2 separate regions of the Mus musculus genome follow, and region 2 is linked to region 1. Evidence: chromatin contacts called from public Hi-C data. All regions are on one chromosome and are shown on one strand. Each heading gives the region's core, a stretch centred on a gene start, on an enhancer-like site or on the middle of the called end of the contact. The rest is flanking DNA. Distances are from core to core; before and after follow the strand shown.

Region 1 (5,008 bases), core at 1,900-4,399:
AGACAAGTTGGCACATTACAGGAGAGAGTGCGCTGTTGGTCACCGCGGCTCACCTCATGAGCAGGCCATGAAAAAAGAGGAAAGAGGTTTCAGAGTCTCTCTGTCCCTTTCCAGGGAGCACCTCAATGACCCGTAGACCTCTCAGAACCTGCCACCTTTTGGGTTTCATTACATCCGGTGCTGGTTAATTCTGATCAACTTGAAGCAAACTAGAGTCACCTGGGAGGAGGGAAACCTCCACCGAGGAATTCCTTTCATCAGCTTGGCCTGTAGGTAAGTGTGTAGGGGCATCTTTTTGATTGCTAATTGATGGAAGAAGGCCCAGCCCATTTTGGGCAGTGTGGGCCTAGGTGGTATAAGGAAGCAAGGTGAGCAAGTCTTGGAGAGCAAGCTGCACCTCTGTGTTCTCGGCTTCAGCTTCTGCCTTGACTTCCCTCTAAGACAAACTGCAACTTATAAGCCAAAGAAACTCTTTGCTCCCCAAATTGCTTTTGGTGAGAAGTTTATCACAACAATAGAGAAACAAACTAGGGCATCTCTGACCACTTCTAGCTGGGGACTAAGGCTTCGTTCGATGCACATTTAGTCTGCAGCTGGTAGCACTGTTTTAAGAGTTTCTTTTAAGAAGTGGGTTTTAGCAAGAGGAAGTGGGTTGCTGTATGGTGGGCCTGAGTTCTCTCTCTTTCTCTTTCCCTCTTTCCCTCCCTTTTTGCTTCCCCCCAAACTGCTAAGATGTAAAGTGTTCCAGTGGCATTCCTTTGCCACTGCTGTGAGCCATATACTATCCATCAGGCCTCTTGTCAGGGTGAGAAGAGTAACCAGTATATGTGACCTCAGTGAGACATGACCTCCTGTCTTCAGTTCCAGCCTCCTTCACACTCCAGAGTGGTGTCTGCTCTGTGAGTCCCCAAGCCTTTGTAGTACTGTCGGTATAGACTGCCTCACTTATGAGGTATCTCTACTGCTGGCTTCGGGTTAACATTTTGTTTGCTTAGTCATTAAGGTACGACTCTGTTTTGCAGCTTCTAACATTTTGTTGCTTGTATCATTTTGTTTCTATGCTTTTGAGAACCTGTGCTTTGAAAATCCCTTTGCAGTAATATTAACAAGGCTGCGAGAACAAGCAAAAGTAACTGCATGTTTGATCACTCCTTATTTAGAATTCTTTATTCTCTTCCTTTGGATTAAAACCACCCAGGATAGTCTAATCATAGCAGGCTTTAGTCATCTCTCTACCATCTGCACTTTCAGAGCCTTCTCTGAAGATAGATTGTGTGTGTGTGTGTGTGCACATGCATATATTTGAGACCGTGCAGACATATGCATGTACGAGCATGCCTGCAGACCCTAAAGCTACGGTTTTGCTGGATTCCCTGAGAATGTATTGCAGCATAGCAAATGGGTATCACATGTGACATATTGTAATATATGCACGGAGGTATAAAGCATACCCATGGCTTTGGCCTTAGTTCATTCCACAGAGCAAGAGGAAATTTTAACCTATAGAATCACATAGTGTAGAATTCGACAGCTTTTCAGTTGCATCAGGGTTGAGTGTTATAGGATTGGATTGGTGCAGTGGGGGACATTCAGGTTTAAAGTACACTAACTTGAAGCCTTTTGTTGCCTATCATTTCATCTTTCTCAGCCTCCATTTTCACACCTATAAGGTGGGGTGGGTGGCCTCCTGGTAGACCCCAGTGTAACCTCTTACACCATAGAATAAAGAGGTTACAGAATAAAGACTATCAAAGGTGGCTCTGAGGTTAAGAGCAGTAGCTGCTCTCCCAGAGGCCCAAAGTTTAGTTCCCAGCATCCACAATGAGTGACTTAAAGCTGTTTATAACTCCAACTTTACCCGTTGCCTTTGGCCTCCTCAGATACCTGTGATTACATGTACACACACACACACACACACACACACACACACACATGGACGGATGACAGAGGTCATCCTGGGTGTGATTCTTCAAGAGCCCTACATTGGTTTTTTTTGAGACAAGGTCTCTCACTGAACCTGGTACTCACAAATAAGGCTAAGCTAGCTGTCCAGTGAGCCCTAGGGATCCTCTTGTTGCCCCACCCCAGTGCTGGGACCATAGGCCCACCATAATTGTTGGTCTACCTCAGTGCTGGGACCATAGGCCCACCACAACTGTTGGCCCAACCCAGTGCTGGGACCATAGCCCATCATAAGTCCTGTACTGTTTAGTTTTGTCAACTTACACAAACCTAGTCATATCTGGGGAGAGGAACTGCAACTGAGAAAACACCTCCATTGAATTGGCCTATGGGTACATCTGTAGAGCATTTTCCTGATTAATGATTGATGTGGGAAGGCCCAGCCCACTGTGGGTGGTACCATCCCTAGGCAGGTGGTTCTGGACTGTATAAGAAAGGTAAGATAACTGTGGGCCTAAGAACAGCCGCTAAGCAGCACTCCCACATAGTTCCTGCCCCTGCTCCTGCTTGAGTTCCTGCCCTGACTTCCTTCAATAATAGTCTGAGGTAAGGATGTATAAGCCAAACAAACCCCTTCCCCCAGGCTACTTTGGGCCGTGGTGGTTATCACAGCAATAGAAGGCAGACTAGGATAATGTTCAACTTTTACCTGGGTGTGAGACCAAACCCAGGCCTTCATGCTTGTGTGACTTTATTGATTTTTACATGCTTTATTGGCAGTCCTGACTGAACAGCCCTTTAATGTCTTAATTTCCTCACTGCTGAGAGGAGGGACCTTGAGCATGTTGACATTTTCAGGTTGGTCCTGCAGAACAATACACGGAATCAGAATTGCTGCTTGGTAAGATGTAGATCCCCAGCGCTCCCTACTCCAGTCAGAGTCTCTGGCAGGGAAGGAACTCCAGTCTGTGCTGTAATGGCTTCCTGGGACTATGCCAGTGCCTTCCTTATCTAGCATTGTGCTGTCAAGTGGCTCTCCAGACAGACTGAAGTGCCAGTTAGCTGGTCAGTGGAGATGGCTGCCAGTGCCTGGGGTAGGAGTTGGGAGTCCTGGGATGATGATGGAAGAGTTTGTGGGATTCCATCAGGCCAGTGAGGTTGAAAGTTGGGCTTCCTTAGTCATGACAGGAGATACAAATCTGCCGGAAAAATCCATTTCCTCTTATGTCCACAAGGGGTCAGTAAAACATCAGGTCTGTCTTTGTTTAAATTTCAGAACAAAAGAATTTTGGCAATGCAGGACAGGCCAGATAAGCCTTATTTATGGCTAGCTTCCCAGCTTCTGAGCGCCTCTAAGAATCACTCTTTTCGGAGGGAAGTGCATTAGCCCACAGGCCTGAAAACTTACTTTCAACCTTTTCTAAAATAACTGTCCTGGGGGCTCCGGAAGTCACTTTAAGATAGAGAAAATTCCGAGCCTTGTATTTCCTGAGGGTGTCTCTTTAGAGTCGTTCAGGATGGCTGGGCAGCTGCTGGAGGGCCTGTAGCAGAGTTGTTAGGCAGAATAGTTGGGCAGCCACCTGAGGACCTAGGGCAGGATTACTAGCCCAGTTTTGGAGGCTCTAAGAGGCTACAATACCTCACTGAAGATGCAAAGTATTGGAACTGAGTCAGACACCATCTGCTACCTCTTTGTCCAGGGCCATCTTCATAAAACCCTGGTTGTCTTTTATTATCACCTTGTCTGAGTTCAGAAGTTTTTTGTTTTTTTGGTTTTTTCTTTCTTTTTTTTTTCTCTTGCTCAGTTTTCCTTCATTTAGAAGCACAGCCACAGGGTGAACATGGAAGGGCCTGATGTACCATTCCCTTCCTGGGCTTTTGTGCCTCCCTGACATAAGATCTGAGAGCTATCCACAGTGACTGATGCACCCCAGGTGATCGCCTAGGGGCGTAGAGCTTTGAAGGTCCTTCCTCCTGTCCCCACGCCCTCCTTCCCTCCTGTATGCTGGTGGCTAAGGACAGATGAGCTACAAATCTGTAAAGTGCCAGGTCACAGAATTCTGTAAGCGCCAGACACTTGACTCCAAGAGCTCGTAACGATCAACACTGGTAAACTCATCAATTAATTAATCAGCTTGTTTGCCAGACCTCACAAGAGGAACTCTGACACACTGGGCATTTTCCTGGGCATGGGTGTTTCATAGCCGAATATGATGTGGGCTTTGCTACGAAGGAAATATGTTTCAAGCAGAGTTTCAAGCAGAGAATGTCAAAGATAAAATCAATGGCCCTGGTGCACCATGGAGAGGGTTGTAGTGGGAAGATAAAGGAACATGACATGAAGCCTCTCCCACCTGGTGGGGGAAGAGCTGACAAATGACATTTCCTAAGCATCCATGAGAGAATCCATGTGGGGTTAGTGAGGGGTGGTTTGAAAGACAAAGTTAGGAAACCTCTCTGTACATACACCTGGGCCACATTCCCTCACAGAGCCCCTGTAGCTAAGCAACGTGGTGGCCCACCCCTATTCGACAGGATGATGTGTGTGTGTGTGTGTGTGTGTGTGTGTGTGTGTGTGTGTGCAGGCTCCTTGAGAAGGACTGAATGAAGCAAGCCTTCCTGCTCCCTCGGTCTCTGACTGCTTGTCTCTGCCCCAAGGGTCCTGGAGGTTGGGAGTGAGTCCTGAACATCAGTTCCCTGGCATCCACTCAGAGCCCAGCTTGCTAGGATTCTGGAAGACCAGGTCTAGATGGGTGCAGGTCTCTTTGGCAGAACGTGTGCTGGGAGATGACTTACAGTTTCTTATACCAGGAAAACTCCTTCCTTTTTCTCTTTTTTTTCTTACTGGGAAGCAATTTATCTAGATTTTCCCAAGCCCATTCTAGAATTAAAATGGAAACTCTAGAGTCCTTAGGATGCCCTCCCTCTGGGCCAGCTGGGTGGCTAAGGTATTCTTTGGTTCTTCCCCTCTTTAACATGTTTCTGGTACACACTGCATCTGTCGTTTCTCTTTGCTGGGAGCAGAGGTGGTTTTGATTAGGATGAGGGCAAAGCTTTGCTCCATAGGCCTGCTTTGCAGTACCCAACTCTATTACACTCTTCTTTG
Region 2 (5,448 bases), core at 864-3,363, 1.4 Mb after region 1:
AAAAGTTAAAGCTACCACCCTTCCCCTCAAAAAGCCATTTATCTTTGGGGAGGCATGAATTCTCTCTTAAACCTACCTAGCTTTACTTTATTTCATTGATCTACACAAAAGGCAATTCTCTAGGAAAGGAATAGGACTGCAGAGGGTTTGGCAAGACAGAGTTCTAGAGGACTGTATTAAGATTTATCCCTCAACTGAACAACACCTCTTGCCTTCTGTGTGGATCAGGCACTTCTGTGTCTGATGTTCTACCTCTTTCTGTGGTTTGAATCTCAAAATTACTTCTGATCCCTCTTTCTTTATAGAGTGCAGTCATTGAACTCATGGGCACACTGTGATCATACCGAAAGAGGGAACTGTGTCCTTCACTCATTCATTTGGAGAACAATCCTAAGTACTAATCGTCTGCCAAGTTCTTAAAGGTCCTACAGACCAGGGTGAATAAGACCTCAAAGGTCCTTCTTTCAGCAAATGCAGATTCTCCAAGCTGCTAGACCTACCACCAATATAGCAGCAGGATGGTTTTCCCACCCTCCCCAGCAGAAAACACTAGGTGCATAGAAAATGGGGTGTCATTAAGGAAGAAGGCTGACCCCCCCCCCCACACACACACTGCTACCACCTCTTTAGTCAGCACAACCTTGCTGCTTATGCTCCTGACCTTCCTTCAGTTCTACCAGGATGAAAATAGAAATTAGCAGTTAAGGCCCCTGGGCCTGCTGCACATGAGATAAAAGCAGAGGAGGCTGCTAGCAGTCCTGATACAACAAGCAGAGACTGCTGGAAGCCTCTAGCTATCCAGTTCTCAGACACTGCACAACTGCCAAATCTGTAATCTCACCTGCTGCCTGGCAATACTAAGCTGGCAGTTACTCAAAAAGGACCCTTTCCAACCACATTGTGTCACAGCTAAGAGCCCTGAATCCTCGACAAAGACAGTGAAGAATTGAGATACAGAGGGCCAGGAGGGTGAGGAAATGCAAAGTGGCTTCAGGGACCTAGGGCATGGGGCAGATCTTATGGTGGGAAGAAGGCTGGAAGAGGTGGTCAGGTCCTCCTGATGCCTTGTCTTAGGAATGTGCTCATAGAATAGTGGCATCTGTTTCATACTCCATATCTCTTTTCCTTCTATCTTTTCTACTCATTCCCTAGAGTGAAGATTTAGTATCTAAGGCCCAGTGACACTTATAATAAAAAGTAAAATTCTCTTGGTACTTTCTAGCTAGTCTAGGGAATGTTACAAGAGACAAGCAAGGCCAATGCCTGTCAGACAGGCCTCAACACAATAAACAAAATAGAGAGTCTCCTGCCTTGCACAGGCTCACAACTCACTCTCCTCTCCCATACCATCTCCCCAGACTGAGCTGCCTCCTCCCTGCCTCTGTCCCTAGGAACACAGAGAAGGCAGTAAGAAGCTTCTTTGAGACTCAGTCAAGGTCATCATTTTGACACGCTTGGTCTCCATTTTGACATCCACGCATAAAGAAGTGTGGTCCCCACCAAACAGGACCAAAGTTCCTGAATGTATGGGAGAGAAAGGGACAAGCTCTTTATGCAGGCACATGAAGGCCTTGAGCCAAGCTGCCTCTCCTCATCCTCTCCTACTCAGACCTTTCCCCATGACACACTGGAATCTGTATTATATCTATTTTTAAGAAAGTACAATGCTGGTTGTCTGGTTTTGTTGTTTTTACAGGTGTTATGAAATAATAAGAAAATGAAGTATTTAAAATGTTCCAATAAAGCGGGGTTTTGTTATCTAATATATTATCATGTACCTATTGTAAATATGAAACTCCTATTTTGCAAGCCAAGGACACAATTTGTACTGTTGTTATATATAAATAAAGATTACTGGATTAAAAAAAAATCTTAAATCTTCATATAAGCACAGTTATTTGGCCACATGGGTATAGAATAATTTTGGGGTCTATACAAGAAGCAGATAGTCAGAAAGAGCAACTGAGTTGCTGTGAATGAATCTGAGAAAACTGTGGAGCCAGAGCTTATTCATGTCTAGCCATCTTCATCACACACGTGCATACACTGCCTGCTCCAGGCATGTCAGTGGATGAACACTGCCCTCTAGCCCCAGGACTTCAGAATACAGCTTGCCTCTGGGGAGGCTATAGGCTCCTTTCCAGAGTGAGTTCTTAGACTAGTGTCACCTCTCTCCCCAGGACCAGCCCTTCCAAAAACAACACTCACTCATGGATTAAGTGCTAGGATGAAATGTGAATGAGAGAAGCCTGGCCCTTGCTCCTACTGCTTAGGATGATTCTGAGGGAGACTTTCCGTTAAGCATTGAGATAGATAGTGGTGTTCATATTTGCTTCAGAAATTAAAAGTGAATAAAGTGAAAGATGCCAGATGGTGAGTACTTTTAGATCCAGCCCAGGGGAGGAATATGAAGACAGCCCCTGATTGGGGAGTTGTGAACAGAAAAAAAAAATGGATCTTAGAAGCAGGAGAACTTCCACTGTTCTGTAATGAGCCTGAAGAGAAGAAATCTTCAAACTCCCTCTAAACTGAGGGTGATATGACCCTCCCTTTACCCTTATTTTCCTGTTTTTATCCTGCAGTTCGGTGATGTGTGACATTTTCACTCTCTTACTGGTGAGATACATTAGATGAGAATGACTCAAGAACCTGTCCCAGCCAAGTGTACTCAGGAGTTTCTCATCCTTTTCTATTAGAAAACAGGACCAGAAGGACTTTCTGAGAAGCAGGGTATCCCTGACTTTGAACATCCAACACACATAAAGAACCCTAGTACTCATTAAACAGAATTTTGGAAACGAGAGCATTTTAGTATATAGATATTCATATATATATATATATATATATATATATATATATATACATACACACACACACACACACACACACACACATATATATATATATATATATATATATATATATATATATATATATATACACACGCATACATACATACAGCCAGGGAGTACTGGGATTTTAGGTATATACCACCTCAACAGGCTCAAAGAAATAATTCTTGAGATTTTCTACCCAGTACTCAGCAACTGGTAGTGCTTTTTATGTATTTGTATTCCTGTGCATTCATCTCTCACTCCCCCTCTCCTCCCCTGAAATGAAAGGACAGTACAGTGCCGAGGCCTGAGTGGAAACAGTGTGCACTGTGTTCAATACCATAGCTTGTCTGAAGGGCATATCCCCATTTTGTCATCCTCTGCTGTCCACCATGTCTATGAAGGTGTGACACACAATACAGTAGCCCTGGTGAGCTAACACCGGCTTCTGTTACTGCCTGCTCATGGACTGACCTTGCACCTAAACCCAGGTCTCAATGGCTAGAACTCATTTTCAGCTGTAGTTATAGTTTTTTTCAGAGTGATTTTAATGTGTCCAAAGCTAGTGGAGTTCCGTGAAGTCAGTTTGTCCAGTTGCCCTTAAAGGGCCTATTTCAGGACAGTTTCTCGTTCAAGGATGTCAGGCATAAAGGCAGGTTCTGTAAAAAGACTTCCTACTCATAAATTTAAATCATTCATAGTCAGCATTAAAATGGTGTTTACAATGAAGATAATTGAAGGCTCAGCAAGAAATAACAATCCTAAAACATTTAATATTACTTAGTATTTAACACTTCACAGCTGCAAAACTCTAGCCTCAGTACCCCAAGATGACACAGTTCCTTCTCATCTGTGTCAAAAGCATCCTGAAAAAAAGACAAAGTAAACCAAAACAAAAACTAAAGTCAGGTCAGAGCTGGTGTGCCTCAATCCCTAGCATGGGCTCTGTCTTCTTCAAAGAAAGATTCTAAGAACAGCCATTTGTACTATTCTATTTCCCATATCACCTAAACCCAGGTCTCTTAAAGCAAATTGTCTTACAATATTTACAGCTTTGTGAGTATTTCAGAAGACAGATAAAACCACAAACAACTGCAGGATCAAACTCTCCAGGAGGAAAGGGCAATTTCTAGGCTGAATTCTTTTCCTGGAGCTAGTTCCTTCAAGTGTCCAGTTTAATGACTACATAAATTATATCTGTCATTTTCTGAGTACTTCACTTACTTTTCAAGTTTGTAAATCTGTGCACCAACAATTCTAGATCTCTAGAAGATCTAAGAGAGAATAGCTATCTCAAAGCTATTAAAATGCATCATGGATTTTAAATGTAATGAAAAGCTTGCCTAAAATTGCCTCCATTCTTTTAATAGATTTGGTAATTTTTTAAGACTGTAATATTATTTTTTAAAACACTGGAACCTGTAAGATAATTCATCAAGTTAAAAAACAAAACAAAACAACCAAAAAAAAAAAAAAACCAAAAACCAAACCAAACCACTTGCCACACAAGCCTCTTTTTTCTGATCTTCGTGTGTGACTTGGCACACATGTGTTTATATACACATGTCATATACATACATACCAACAAAACAAAAATAAATAATAATAATTTTTTTAGAGTAAGACATAGCTTTTTATTGGTCTAACCTGGTCTAATCCACATGCCTAGTGACAGACTTGGCCAGTTTTCTCCATCTGTCTCCAGTCTTCCCTTTGTTGAGAGCTCCTGGTTTGACCCAGGAAAGAAGATTATCATGGGCAAGGATGGCAGACATTCAGTTGGGACCTGAAGGGGTTCAGTGTGATAGAGATATGTGGCTGCTGGGCAGAGGGAGGATAGTGCCCTGCACAGCTCCTGCTTGGACAGAATGGGAGGGGTCAGAAGGGAAGAACTTTCCCAGCAGCTCCCACTGTACCCTTCTTGCCATCAGCATCTCTCCCTCAGCTTCCTTAACGTTTCACTCCAGTTAGACCTTTTTCTGCTCCATATCTTTAATTTTTTTCTGCTATTTTCTGTTTGTCTAACAGTTGGTTGTTAATTACTTCCTTGGACTGTAGAATAAACATTCTTCCTACACCTTCATACGTTAGTCTCATCTACCAGTGTCATAATCTCCATGTCCATAAATTGTGCATGCTTTTTCTTTCTGTTTAGCTGTTCAATCTGTATGTCTGCAAGTTTCACCTTCTGTTGAGTATCAATAGCTTTGGCTTGAACCTCTGTGAAGGTCTTCTTCAACTCCAGATTCACAGAGGGTGCCATATTGGAGCACTCTATATGCCTGTACTAGAGGCTAACCAGAAAAGGTAATAATAATAATAATAATAATAATAATAATAATAATAATAAATTTTAAAGAAAATACTCCCCTCCCCATGAGAAAATTCTTCACTTTTGGTCTGCTCGTGCCCACTCAATACAGCTCCTAATATTTCTTTCAACTAAACTATGGATTGTCACCCTTATTGAATGCCATGTATAGTCCATTAAAATCTGAATGGGGAGGATTATGTTAATAAAGTTATATGAATATACAACAACTTCAAGTGGAGAAAAGGAACTGTAACCAGTTCGCAGTGATTACACAAGAAGAAAATTATGTGCACAATTTGT

What was found. Hi-C and Micro-C count contacts between places; a contact is called where the count stands out from the background.
Region 2: a contact with region 1 is called in a Hi-C map of stem cell-derived neural stem cells, with 2.2 times the contacts expected there. The contact joins two enhancer-like sites. A contact is called at or near these places in 2 of 39 promoter capture datasets (cranial neural crest and hippocampal neurons) and 17 of 484 Hi-C or Micro-C datasets (the G1E-ER4 cell line, cerebellar granule neurons, cerebellum and 10 more).

The regions. Positions count from the first base shown.
Region 1 is chr1:193,446,587-193,451,594 of GRCm38.p6, forward strand. No RefSeq gene overlaps it. Among named protein-coding and RNA genes, the nearest start is that of Gm31753, 30 kb to the right of the region's middle. RefSeq lists an enhancer at 2,743-3,599. Within about 2 kb of position 3,150, at least 113 of the 459 cell types and tissues checked have an H3K27ac peak or open chromatin away from gene starts, as enhancers often do. A contact at or near this core is called in stem cell-derived neural stem cells, where this site is marked.
Region 2 is chr1:194,814,993-194,820,440 of GRCm38.p6, forward strand. It overlaps Plxna2 (plexin A2), which reads left to right. Exons shown (of 32, transcript NM_008882.2): 32 at 1-1,877. Among named protein-coding and RNA genes, the nearest start is that of Mir3962, 4.3 kb to the right of the region's middle. Within about 2 kb of position 2,114, at least 110 of the 459 cell types and tissues checked have an H3K27ac peak or open chromatin away from gene starts, as enhancers often do. A contact at or near this core is called in stem cell-derived neural stem cells, where this site is marked.